3 separate regions of the Mus musculus genome follow, and regions 2 and 3 are each linked to region 1. The links are chromatin contacts, called in public promoter capture Hi-C maps. All regions are on one chromosome and are shown on one strand. The core of a region is the stretch at or near the end of the contact, and the rest is flanking DNA. Distances in the headings are between cores, read along the strand shown.

Evidence for each region. Promoter capture Hi-C pulls out the DNA fragments that hold promoters and counts their contacts.
Region 2: a promoter capture Hi-C map of maxillary cranial neural crest shows a contact between it and region 1. The contact joins the promoter of Pgap3 here to the promoter of Hspb9 in region 1. A contact is called at or near these places in 4 of 39 promoter capture datasets (cranial neural crest, liver, maxillary cranial neural crest and 1 more).
Region 3: a contact with region 1 is called in a promoter capture Hi-C map of cranial neural crest. The contact joins the promoter of Med1 here to the promoter of Hspb9 in region 1. A contact is called at or near these places in 2 of 39 promoter capture datasets (cranial neural crest and pre-B cells).

Annotation. Positions count from the first base shown.
Region 1 is chr11:100,711,333-100,715,561 of GRCm38.p6, forward strand. Hspb9 (heat shock protein, alpha-crystallin-related, B9) reads left to right here and starts at 2,597. Exons shown (of 1, transcript NM_029307.2): 1 at 2,597-3,243. The coding sequence starts at 2,611. The coding sequence ends at 3,117. It overlaps Rab5c (RAB5C, member RAS oncogene family), which reads right to left. Exons shown (of 6, transcript NM_024456.5): 6 at 3,671-4,229. Kat2a (K(lysine) acetyltransferase 2A) reads right to left here and starts at 1,135. Exons shown (of 18, transcript NM_001038010.2): 1 at 749-1,135; 2 at 481-604; 3 at 1-146. The coding sequence starts at 1,072.
Region 2 is chr11:98,398,470-98,402,595 of GRCm38.p6, forward strand. It overlaps Pgap3 (post-GPI attachment to proteins 3), which reads right to left and starts at 2,021. Exons shown (of 8, transcript NM_001033537.2): 1 at 1,746-2,021; 2 at 416-513. The coding sequence starts at 1,926.
Region 3 is chr11:98,190,653-98,194,783 of GRCm38.p6, forward strand. It overlaps Med1 (mediator complex subunit 1), which reads right to left and starts at 2,641. Exons shown (of 17, transcript NM_001080118.1): 1 at 2,407-2,641. The coding sequence starts at 2,431. It overlaps Gm38963 (a long non-coding RNA gene), which reads right to left. Exons shown (of 4, transcript XR_880193.2): 4 at 3,284-3,385.

The DNA of each region.
Region 1 (4,229 bases), core at 1,347-3,846:
CTTGAAGAGGTAGAAATAGACTTGTTTGGTGTCTGTGTCCTCTTCCTTGTGAACAGACATGAACAGATTTTCTACATCTACTACCATTCCCAAGAGCCGGTTAATCTCGTCCTCTGACACATTCTCCAGGTGGGACACATGGTCCGCTGCAAGATGGTTACATTAGGGCTGGGAAGAACAGAAGAGCTCCACGGGGCTTGATTCCTGTACCTCCTCTAACTAGCCAGTGACACACCCTTGATTCTCCAATTCTTGACAGACAGGGAGACCCAGTGTTCTCAGTTCTCCCATCAGCCCTTGGTAGCTACCTGCTACCAAGGCAGATCTCCTTTTTTCCTTCCATGGGACATTCACATTTATTCCCTACCCAATATTTCCTTAGAAGGTCTCCAAGAAGCTCTGTGGTACTTATGTCACCCTGTTCAAACAGGACCTGGCTCCTGCCCTCCGCCCCAGCTCCAAAGGTGGTGCCTGCCTTACCCAAAGGGTGCTCACAGCTACGGCACAACTCGCTCAGGTTGGCAGCTGGCTGCTGGAGGTCCATGCGGGGTGCGGTGGGGGGCTTGGGGTTTTTCCAGCCATTACACTTGCAGGTTTCATTGGCCTGGAGGGGGAAGGTTCAGTTCCCTGATGCTGTCTGCATCCCAAGCGCAAGAGCGGCTCTATGGCTAGAGCTTCGCCCCCCATTCCTACCCCAGACCTTGGATGCCCCAAGCCCCGCCCCTTTTGCTCTAGGCCCCGCCCCCACCTTGCAAGCTGAGAAGACCCCTAGTTTCTCAAGCTTCTTGGCACGCGGCAGACCCCGGACTTGCGCCTTCCTCTGGCTAGCGCGCTGCTGCTGGCTCAGGCCAGGTCGAGCCGGATCCCCCCCACTTCCTACCCCGGCGCCCCCACTCCCTGTGCTCCCAGCTGGGGCTGCAGCTGGGGCAGGGGCTGGTGCCGGAGTCGGAGCCGGAGTGGAGGCTGAAGCCGGACTGGGCGCAGGAGTCGAAGTTGGGGCAGGGGCTGGGGAGTGAAGGGGCCGGGGCTGCGCTGCCGGGACCGGGTTTGGGGCCTGGGAAGGTTCCGCCATGGCCTCCCCCGCAGCGGAGCGGCGCCGCGCTCCCAGCCCTAGGGCCGCATGGGCAACCGGCGCACAGTGCGCAGGCGTCACGGCCCCGGCGCACGATGGGAGTCGTAGTCTTCCTTTGCCGCTTCCCATCCTTTGGCCTTCCATACTTTTTTTTTTCTTGGTTCCAGACAACCAAATGTCGCTTGGTTGAGCATCCTAGATTTGACCATTACTTCATTCTAATCTTTTTTAAGCCATCCGAGATAGTGACAATTACTATCCTCTTGGGAACAAGAGGCACCCCAGAACACTGGCCGTCTGGAGGATTTGTGGATGCTGCCCTTTTAAAGTCCATAGGTGGAAGAACAGGCCTGGGCCTGAGGTTGGCTCCCACATTGCAAAAGCCTGCCCTATTGTGGCTGCCGGCTAAGGCTTGCAGCTACAATAGAGATAAAATGTAACATTAATTCTACTATTTGTACTGTGGTGTTCACACTTATGAATTAACTTTGACAATCAGTTTTTGGGTTTTGTTTTGTTTTGTTTTATTTTGTTTTTTGAGACAGGGTTTCTCTGTGAAGCCCTGGCTGTCCTGGAACTCATTCTGTAGACCAGGCTGACCTCGAACTCAGAAATCCGCCTGGCTCTGCTTCCCAAGTGCTGGGATTAAAGGCATGCGCCATCACTGCCCAGTGACAATCAGCTTTTTCTATACTTGGGTTGCTGTTAAACAGAAACGGTTTTATTTTCAAAAGAACAAAGAGACATAGTTGTGGGCCATGCTGCTGTTGAATGTGTGTGTTCATGCACGGGCATTCGTGTGTGTGTGTGTGTGTGTGTGTTGGGAGTGGGCAGGAAAGGGGGGGGGGAGTGTGTTTGTGTGTGCTGAGAACTAAAGAACCAGAGAGACCAACACTGAAGATGCGGAGGGTAGGGGGTGGTCCCCTCTTCTGGCTCGCCTAGGCAGCTTTGAAGATGGAGAGGATTCCTGACCTCATACCCTTCCATCCTACCTCCATCTTTTTCCCTGCCCACTCCTTAATGGGGGGGTGGGGGTGGAGGAAAGCCAGAGAAATAGACAGTTTCTTCCCATTGTAGAGGTAGACTGTGAAAGGTCAGGGATAGTTCTTCCTGGAAGATCAGAAAGGCCCCCTCTTTTGGCTCAGTCCAGAGAACAATTTTCCTTGCCCCAGGCCCGATTCTTAAAAGGGCAGGGTAGGGCAGGGCCGGCAGGGCAGGGCAGGGCAGAGCAAGCCAGACCTTTTCAACCCCGTTGCTCAATCCCATCAGCTCCCAGGATGGAGCTGTAACCCCGCACATTCAGGTGATCCAGTTCCTTCATAGCCTCCTTCCTGCCCTCTGATGTGAGAGAAGGGCCCAGGGAGAAGCAGAAGCCGGTTCTGGACAAAAGCTGCAGCGCTTGCAAGGAAGATAAGACAGCGACTTGAGTGTTTTTGCCCTTCTGGATGGGAAGAGTGGGCGGGCCCTTCCTCTTCGCACCCGCCCCGGATGGGGGGTTGGGGAGCCCTCGCGCCCTCAGGCAGCAGTTGCACTCTCGGATGCAGCGGGTAGGAAGCAGTTTCTCCACCGGGCAGCGCGAACCCGGGGAAAACCGGGTAGCTTCCCGATGTCCCAGCGTGGCCCTTGCTGAACGGAATCAAGTGGCCACTCTACCAGTGAGGCTGCTCAGGGATGAGGTGCAGGGCAATGGCTGTGAGCAACCAAGTTTCCAAATAAAGGTGGATGCCCAAGGTTTCGCTCCGGAGGACTTGGTGGTGCGGATAGACGGCCAGAATCTGACGGTGACCGGCCAGCGGCAACACGAGTCGAATGACCCGAGCAGGGGCCGCTACCGCATGGAGCAGAGTGTTCACCGACAAATGCAGCTCCCGCCGACCTTAGATCCTGCAGCCATGACCTGCAGCCTGACCCCCTCTGGCCATCTGTGGCTCAGGGGACAAAACAAGTGCCTACCTCCCCCTGAAGCTCAAACAGGCCAGTCCCAGAAACCCAGGAGGGGAGGGCCTAAGAGCTCCTTACAAAACGAAAGTGTGAAGAATCCTTAGAGTCTCTTAGCGTTCTTCCTGCGGGAGAAGAGTTGAAGCCCAAACAGACTCGGCCCTGAGACTCAGGAGGGGAGGCCCTAGGCACTACAACCTACCCTAATGTATTAAACCGAGGTGTGCAGCAGCCTTAAGTCCTCCTGCTTTTTTCCTGAGGGTGAAGGGTTGGAGCTGTAGGGAGTAGGGTGACCAGGGGAGGGAACTCAAGGTGGTAGTAAGTACATCAATAATCAAGTTTCTGGCCCTGAGATAAACTAGGGGTGTGTATGGATTTAGCCAATAGCAATAGCTCCAGCAGGGAGCAGCAGAGAGCTGGGACAGCCTAGCTGTTGCCATTCAGAATCAGCTGATGGTCTGAACCAGGATGGACAGTGTTGAACCTGGCATGGAGGTGTCACGAAGGACAGTGGTAGTGATGGGCTGTAGCACCGGCCTTACGACCAGTACTCGGTGTTCCTCGTCAGGGAGAGGAGATATTTAAAAAAAAAAAAAAGGTCTGAGTCCTAATTAGGTCCTATCAAAAAACCCTCACAGGTCACTTCAGACACCAACAATCTTCAAATACAGGTTGCATATCCTTTAATGTAAGCTGGGGGGAGACAGATGTCAGCCCCAGGTCAGTCCTATCCTCTTCCACCATCAGAACTACCAACAGCAGGGCTTCTTTCTTTTGGTTACCATGACCACCAGCATCCTCTCACACACAGGGAGTAGAGCCATTTAATGAGATTGGATGATTCATTTAAATTAACTTCAGGAAAAACAGAGAGGCTACGTATGGCCTGATCAGCTGCCAGAGAAGGACGAGGAAGACAAGCGTGAGGTCGATCGATCGGCTGACTATATTGACAAGATACTGATTGGTTACATGGTGAAGAAAACATACAATACAAAATACAGAAAAAGTTGGTTCCATCCCTCCCACTCCCCCCCCTTACCCACCCACCCCCAAATACTCATCATCGTGATTTGGTCAGAACAGGGCTCAGAGCCAGAGGTCAGAGTGACCAAGGGTGGAGGGATCCTGGGCCATGGGTGTCCGGCTGTCAATAATGATGCTTAAGTAATGCTGCGGTTTCTCTCCCAGCTGGGAGTCAGTTGGGGAGGAGGCTGCA
Region 2 (4,126 bases), core at 771-3,270, 2.3 Mb before region 1:
ATGATCTAGACTCTGACTGGAGAAGCAGGGACAGGAACATCTCAGTCAGGGTCTGTGGGTACTGCAAGGGGGTCTTTCTGCTTGTGGTTTTGTTTTTTGGAGAGAGGGGTTCACTATGAAGCCTTGGCTGCACAGATTAGGTGGGCCTTAAATTCACAGAGAGCCACCGGCCTCTACCTCCCAGAGGCAGGTATTAAAGGTGTGTGCCATCACAATTGGCTTGGGACACAGACCTTATTCCTCCAAATTCAGAAGCAGGACACACTGGCACCCTTGGAAAAGGAAGAGATGCTGAGCGCAAGTACCTGTCCTATCTCTCCGCACCCTGTGACACTGCATCTCAGGCTGCTGGGATGGCATGGACCAGCTCGGGGCTGAAGGGCCACCATGTACCATCCCTGAGCCCCCGACTCACCTTGCCATGGAACTGAGGCACTCTGTGGCCCTCCTGAAGGTAGAGGCCAACAGTGAACCACATACACTCATACTTGCAGTCGTCCCGACAGGTCCAGCCTGAAACAGACAAACAGGACTACAGCTGTGTGAGGACTTAGGGAGGCATAAGCCTCCAGGCACGAATGGAGACCAAGAGGACCTGAAGGCTGGACAGAATCAGCGGAAATCTCAGAATCTTACTTCCCAGTTGGACAGAGAAGAGAGGGTGGGTGTGCGCTCGAGCACGCACGCACACACACACACACACACACACACACACACACACACACAGCGGGGGGGGGGGGAGAATATATTATATCAGTGGGAGCAAAGAGAATAGTTTCTTCTCCCTTGATCTAAGCTCTTAGGATCTGGCAGGCCCCTCTTGGAGACCTAGGTTCATACTTGTCCATCCTGAACCCAGGGAGGGATCTTTGGTGCCCTCCTATGTCCTGTGAAAATCGAGCTCAGACCTTTCATCAGACTCCTCAGGTTCCCCGGTACCTTTGTTTCCTTATTGCCCCTAATCTTCCTGCTCCCTGATCTCTGGGTAAACCAAGATGCTTCATGTACCCAAATCCTCCTAGGACCTCCAAGCTCTCTGTTGCCTCTGTCTGGAATGGAAACCGGATAATAATGTGGAGGAGCTGTTGGTCAAACAGGTCAGATCTGGGAATTCTGCTCTGCCACTTTACAGACGGTGTGACCTTGGGCAAGGTACTTAGTCTCTCTGAGTGTTCTCATCTTTAAAGCGGATTAGGGAAAGTATCTGACGGGGTTGTGGTGAAAGCCAGCTGACCTGCTGTGACACCCGTCCAACGTGGGTGCTCAATATGTTGGTTGACATCAATTCCATCCTGTTTAAATTGTTCTGTGGTTGAACACCCTGCCTCCACCCACTGAAGCTGACTCCGTCCCTTTCACTTCCAAATGCGTATAGTGCTTAACCTATGGGCCCATTAGGTCTCAAACTATTCTGTCTTGGAGAAGGCTAATGTTCACCTGCCTGGGGATTATAAGCCCAGAAGGGCAGGCTCCTGGTCTGCTTCCTGGGTTACTTCAGGTCTTCTTTGTATTTAAAAAGTAGTGGTTTGAATAAATAACATGAAACCTCTGGAAAGGTGGGGTAGGCTGATGCAATAGCCCCCCCCCCACCTTCCCACCCCTCCACACACACTCAGGAGGCTCCTGACATTAACACTCTTGAGAGAACGCTGAGGGAAACTGAGGTTCTAAGTTGCAGAACAGCAGGGCACAGTAGGCGGAGCCAAGACGAACAGGCGGGGCTTTCACGGGTGGGCGGGGCTTACCAGCTAGGCTCATGTAGATTGGCTGGCGGGAGCGGAAGTGCTTCAGTGCGTCTCCCGAACAGTTCCGTTCCTCGCATCGGAGCACGCAGTCGCGGTACACGGGCTCGCGGTCGCCCTGGGAACCCCCCGCGAGTCCCACTGCCAAGGTTAGCAGCAGCAGCGGCGCCGTCCGCTTGGCCATTCTGTCACTGTGCCCGGCCGCTGAGGGAGGAGCTTGGGAGAAGACGAAGTCCCACTTCCGTAACAACCGGAAGTACCTGTGTTCATCGTTGCATCCTCCGCTGACGCCCGCCCACTTTAAATAAAAGTTCCCGGATTTCAGTGGGCGGGTACCCCACCTCTATACTGCTGTCTCCTCTTTTCATATACAGCACCTAAGGAGAAGGGGCGATTTGCGCCCAGGAGCAAATTAAGTGTACTTTCTCCCTTCTATTTTACACGGTCTTTGTTTCAAGCAGACGCCTTTCTGTCACCCACTCTCTTAGATTCCAGTTTCCAAATGTTCTGGGTACCCCACTTATCCCCATTTCTTATGTCAGCATCTTGATTAAAGACGCTGCCATTAAAAGAGCTGAAGAACTTCTTAACAGGTGTCTTTGTCTCTACTTTGGTCCCCTCCAGTAGGCATTTCTCTCCTATTTAGCTTTGTGTTACTGTGATAAAGACCAACTTGGGGTTTGCTTTATGTCACCCCATCACAAGCCATCATGGAGGGAAGCCAGGGCAGGAACCTGGAGGTAAGAGCGGAAACAGAGGCCTCGAAGGAGTGCTGCCTACTGGCTTAGTCACTTAACAACACCCAGGACCACTTGCCCAGGGTTGGCACCTCCCACAGTGGTATGGACCCTCCCATGTCAATTATTAATCAAGAGAGTGTCCTCTGTAGACTTGCTGACAGGCCAGTCTGAAGGAAGCATTTATTTTCTTAATTGAGGTACCCTTTTCCCAGATGACCCTAGCCAGTGTCAAGCAGACACAAACACAAAAACGAACAACAACAAAACCCAAAACTAACCACGGCTCCACTTTCTAAAATTCAAGGTTGACCAATCTCTTTCTTACAATTCCTTACTAACTCCTCAACTCAGCCTGGCCTGGCCTGCTGGTCTTCACTCTGTTGCTCCAGATGCACTTTAAAGGTCCATGTCTCCAGAGTCTCTTGTCCTTGTGTGCTTTGGCCCTCTTGCTCCTGCTTGTTTTCCTGTTACCAATTAAAGGCTGTGTTTTAAGGATGATTGTTAGCACTGGATGGATACTATGTAGTGGCTTGTCTTTCCCCGATGGGATGGAGTCCTTTCTTGTCCTGCTCACCTCTGGCACTAAAGTAGAACTTTGCTTTCCATGGGAGACACTTTGAGATCCTTCTTCCTTCCTTCCTTCCTTCCTTCCTTCCTTCCTTCCTTCCTTCCTTCCTCCCTCCCTCCCTCCCTCCCTCTCTCTCTCTCTCTCTCTCTCTCTCTCTCTCTCTCTTTCTTTCCTTCTTTAAGTAAATGAACAACTTAAAACTGTCTGGGTGGGCTAGCCACCTGTGAGTGAAGGCTCTTCACTGAACTCGATTCCCAGAACTCAATAAAGGTGGGAAAAGAGAATCCTCTCCACAGAGTTGTCCTCTGACATCAAGTGTGCTGCAGCACACACACACACACACACACACACACACACACACACTCACACACACTGCACTCTCAGGGGCTGGGGAGGTGGCTTATCAGTGAAGAATGAATGTTGTTCCTGCAGAGGACTAGAGCTCAGTTCCTAGCATCCACAGAGGCAGCTCAGGGTCATTTGCAAATCCAGCTCCAGGGGATGGAAGAACTTTTTCCTGTCTTTTCAGGCATTGCATGTAGACACATATACCTTGATCGAGACACTTGCTTCAGTCACCCCCATCTCTGTGCCCAACCACCAGCACCCAAATCTTTCTGTAGCTTTGATGTCATGTAACTAAATCCTGCCTCCCTCCCCTCCTCCCCGCCCCCCCCCCCATTGTTTTTGTTCATGGTAATTCTCTCTTTACATCCTGGAGAGGGAATTAGGGTTGTGGGGTAGGATTTAAGGATTACTAAATCGAAGGTGGATGAGCAAGAAGTACTATGGAATTACCTTCATTTAACCAGCGAAGAGCTCAAGGGTATATCATTCACCCTGAATCTTCTGTGAATGACACTTCTTCCAGCTAAATATAACGTAAGTACTGTCTTTGAAGTGGACCATCCAGTTGATAGGGATGAGGAAATTACTGGTTTTTGTGGAGATAAGGTCTTAATGTATAGCCCAGAGTGGTCTCCAAATTAGAATCGTCCTGCCTCTGCCTCCTAAATGCGGGAGTATAGGCATTGGCCACCTCAGTTCACTCTGGGAAATTGAAATGAGAAAGCAAG
Region 3 (4,131 bases), core at 1,391-3,890, 2.5 Mb before region 1:
GTACACAGAAATACAGGGAGATAAAACCACCATACACATGAAATACATATTCTTTATTTCAAAAAAAAATATGTTGGGTATGCATTTTTTTGGGTTTTTTTGGGGGAAGGGTTGCTGTTATTGTTTTGATTTTTTGACTCATGGATGTGTGGCATGTCTGTGCAGTGCTCATGGAGGCCAGAAGACACCGAGACTCCTGAAACTAAAGTTACAAATGCTTGTGAGTTGCTACGTGGACATGTGTTTCCTGGGAACCAAACCTGAACCTATGCCAAAAGCACAGGGCTCTTAAACCCTCAGCTCGATCTCCAGCCACCTCCCTGCTTTTTTTCTTCCATTTTGAGACAGTCTCTCACAGCCCAGCTGACCATGACCTTGAGGGCTGACAAGATGGCTACAAGAGTAGAGGCACCCGCAATGCCAAACATGAGAGTCTGGGTTCACGCCCCAGAGCCCACAGTGGATATGGTAGATGCCCTACCTCCTAGTAAAGAAATGTAAGTGGTGACCTCCTCATACTCCTACCTCTACCTATGAAGTGCTAGGATTATAAACATGGGTCACCTCCCAGGCTTGCCCAGACTATGCTCTAAGGCATCCTCTTGTCTCCTTTCATCAGCCTCCTATGGGTGTGTGCCGCTATGAGGTACGGCTGAGACAGAGCTTCCCTGGCTGTCTTGTCTCTTTGTAGGTCTGGCTGGCTTCAAACTCAGGGATCCACCTGCCTCTTTCTACTAAGTGCTAGGACTAAGGCAGGAACCATCACCAGTTGGCTCTTTGCGTGTTAGTTTTTAAGACAGGGTTTCTCACTGGACCCTTGGGCTCACAACACCTTGAAGGATATACTTGGAGCACAATTTAAGGAAGACGTTATTATAATTAGGGGTTTTAGGGCTGGAGAGATGGCTCAGAGGTTAAGAGCACTAACTGCTCTTCTGAAGGTCCTGAGTTCAATTCCCAGCAACCACATGGTGGCTCACAACCATCCATAATGAGATCTGACACCCTCTTCTGGAGTGTCTGAAGACAACTACAGTGTACTTACATATATAATAAATAAAATCTTTAAAAAAAAAATAATTAGGGGTTTTTTTTGTTTTGTTTTGTTTTGGTTTTTGGAGACAGGGTTTCTCTGCGTAGCCCTGGCTGTCCTGGAACTCACGCTGTAGACCAGGCTGGCCTCGAACTCAGAAACCGCCTGCCTCTGCCTCCCAGGTGCTGGGATTAAAGCTGTGGGCCACCACACCTGGCTCCCTTTTTCCTTTTCTTTTGGTGCTGGGAATTGAACCCATGGACAAGAAGACATTACTCTAACCACTGCTCTACATTCCCAGCCTCTAAATTATCTTTAAATTAACATACAAAGCAATGCATATCATTTTGGCATTCTTATACATATAGGCCATTATACTTGGTCCAAGTCCTCTCCCTCTGAGAGCCACACTGCCCCAACCTCCAAACAGCCAAACCTCTCACTTCATTTCATATTCCACTAACCTTTCTATCCTGCAGACCTCCTTTGTTCCCACATGGTCCCATGTTTTCACAACCAACACACACCAACACATACCTACGTCGAGATTCCTCATAAGAGAAAATGTGCTATTTATCTTAATATGGCTTATTTTGAGTATCGTCCACTTTGCTACAAATGTCGAGACTTCATTTTTGGATAAGCCAGTCCAGGTCGTGGGAGGGAGTATCTGAACCAAGAATCAAACTCTTAGCTGGCCGAGAGGTGTGTAAGCCCGCACTTGGGAGGCTGAGGCAGGGGGACCTTGTCTCAAGAAACAAAGAAGATTCTATCCCTTCCCTTTTCTTCCCTCAACTGGGAAACTGGTTTGGGGATTGTTCCTGCCAGTTTATAGTTCTGAACACCTCTCCCCCAAGCTTTAAAGCCACCGGTCGTGCACAACTGAAAGCAGTTCGTAAAGACACAGCACAGTATTTGAACACTATGACCTTCCAAGTAATAAACGGCCCGCTTTTACTATGATGAAGATCGAACCAAGCAAGTCACTCCGGCTAAAACACCCTCCATTACTTTGACATTACATTGTTCTAGTGTCATCTTCAGCGATCTCTCCTGGAACAAAGCATCAACAAGTTTCAGTTTCCCTCTCCTTGGGTCCCACCGGGCTAAGCTCAAAGTACCCTGAGGCTCAACTTCCTCGTCCCTCGTCCCGCAGAAAACCTTTCACGAGTGGAGGAGACGGGGGAGCAGCGCCCCGGAGGAGGCGCTCCAGCATCTGTAGGGCTCGGTCGGGATCTAAGATGCACATTCCACCAGGATCCGGTCCCACGCACGGTGGCCCTGGAGGGGCGTGGGTCCCCACCTCCTCTCTCGGATTGGCTCGCCGCAGCGGTGTACCGCCCCTCCTTCCCCGCCACCCCCCAGTCACTCACCCTCGGTTTCCCCCTGAGCCTTCATCCTGACAGCGGGGAGGTCTTGGGTCCGCCACGAGCCGGGGAGCCTTTCCCCGCCACTCAGAGGGGAACCAAGTTAGCCTGGGCTCCGGGGAAGCGGCGCACCAGCGGCCCCGACTCTTCCGGGGAAGGCTCAGTCTGAAGTCCCCGGCGGCAAGAAGAGAAGGGTGCTCGCGGCCGCCGCCATCTTCCCCAACGGAACTTCCCAAAGATCGCGAGATTAATCGTGTTCCTGTGAGACGGAGGAAGAAGGAACCGCACCAAAGTCTCGCGGAGGTTGGCTGATTTCGTCCTCCCCGCAGGATCTCTAGCAGGCCCGGCTCCGATTGGCTCAGAATTCACACCTTGGCGTCTAAGGGTGTGTGCCCAGAGTTGACATCTCTCTGAAAGTTTATGTTTGCATCCCGACAGTTACACAATTTGTAAATTAAAAGCGTTAGCTCTTCCGTCCCGCGGTGGTGGCGGCTCAAGCCTTTGATCCCAGCAGACAGGCGGAACTCTGAGTTCGAGGCCAGCCTGGTCTACAGTGTGAGTTCCAGGACAGCCATGGCTACACAGAGAAACCCTGTCTCAAACGAAACAAAATGTTTGCTCTTTGAGCACCTGGAAAAGTGGCACACTCCTATAATCCCAATGAGGAAGGGGATAGTGAAAACCGGTCCTTACAAAATAATCTCTACTGAAAGATTTCCAGTGAGTTTTAGTGTTTGGGTGTTTAGAGTTTGCCTGGTGGTGGCGCACACCTTTAATCCCAGCGCTCTGAAGGGAGAGGCAGGTAGATCTCTGAGTATGAGGGCAGCCTGGTCTACAAAGTTTCTGGACAGCCAAGGCTACAGAGAAACCTTGCCTGGACAAAAACAAAACAAAACAACAAAAAAGTAAGATTTGTAAGATGACAAGACTTGTAACTCACCAGCAACATACCTGATTAGCATGTCTGAAGTCCTGGGTTTAATTCCTAGAGAAAGTGGGAAGGTGAAATTTCCTGAAGAACCAGAAGCAGTTATGTTGTTTAAAAAAAAGAAAGAAGGGGCTGGAGAGATGGCTCAGTTAATTTAAGAGCACCGACTGCTCTTCAGGAGGTCCTGAGTTCAATTCCCAGCAACCACATGGTGGCTCACAACCATCTGTAATGAGATCTGACTCACTCTTCTGGAGTGTCTGAAGACAGGTACAGTATATATATATACACACACACACACACATACATATACACATATACACGCATACATACATATATATATAATAAATAAAAGAAAAAGAAAGGAACTAGGGAGGCAGAGGCAGGCAGATTTCTGAGTTGGAGGCCAGCCTGGTTTACAGAGTGAGTTCCAGGACAGCCAGGGCTACACAGAGAAACCCTGTCTCGAAAAACCAAAAAAAAAAAAAAAACCCAAAAAACAAAACAAACAAACAAACAAAAACAAAACAAAAAAAGAATGACTTCACACACACAAAGAAGATGATTTTTGGAAAACATTATCATCGTTTACCATGTTGAGCTTGGCTCTGTACAGAAATTAACAGTATATTGATCTAAATTGAGCTTAATTTGTTTCCCATTTGTACAGAGGTAATGCACAATTTATAGTAAATAAATAAGGACTTAACCTATATCAAGCACAGAAACTGTTAAAGTAATATCTAAAATTCTTAAAAAGAGGACCGCAGTACTTTAGGCTTTTGTTGCTGTTTGTCTTATTG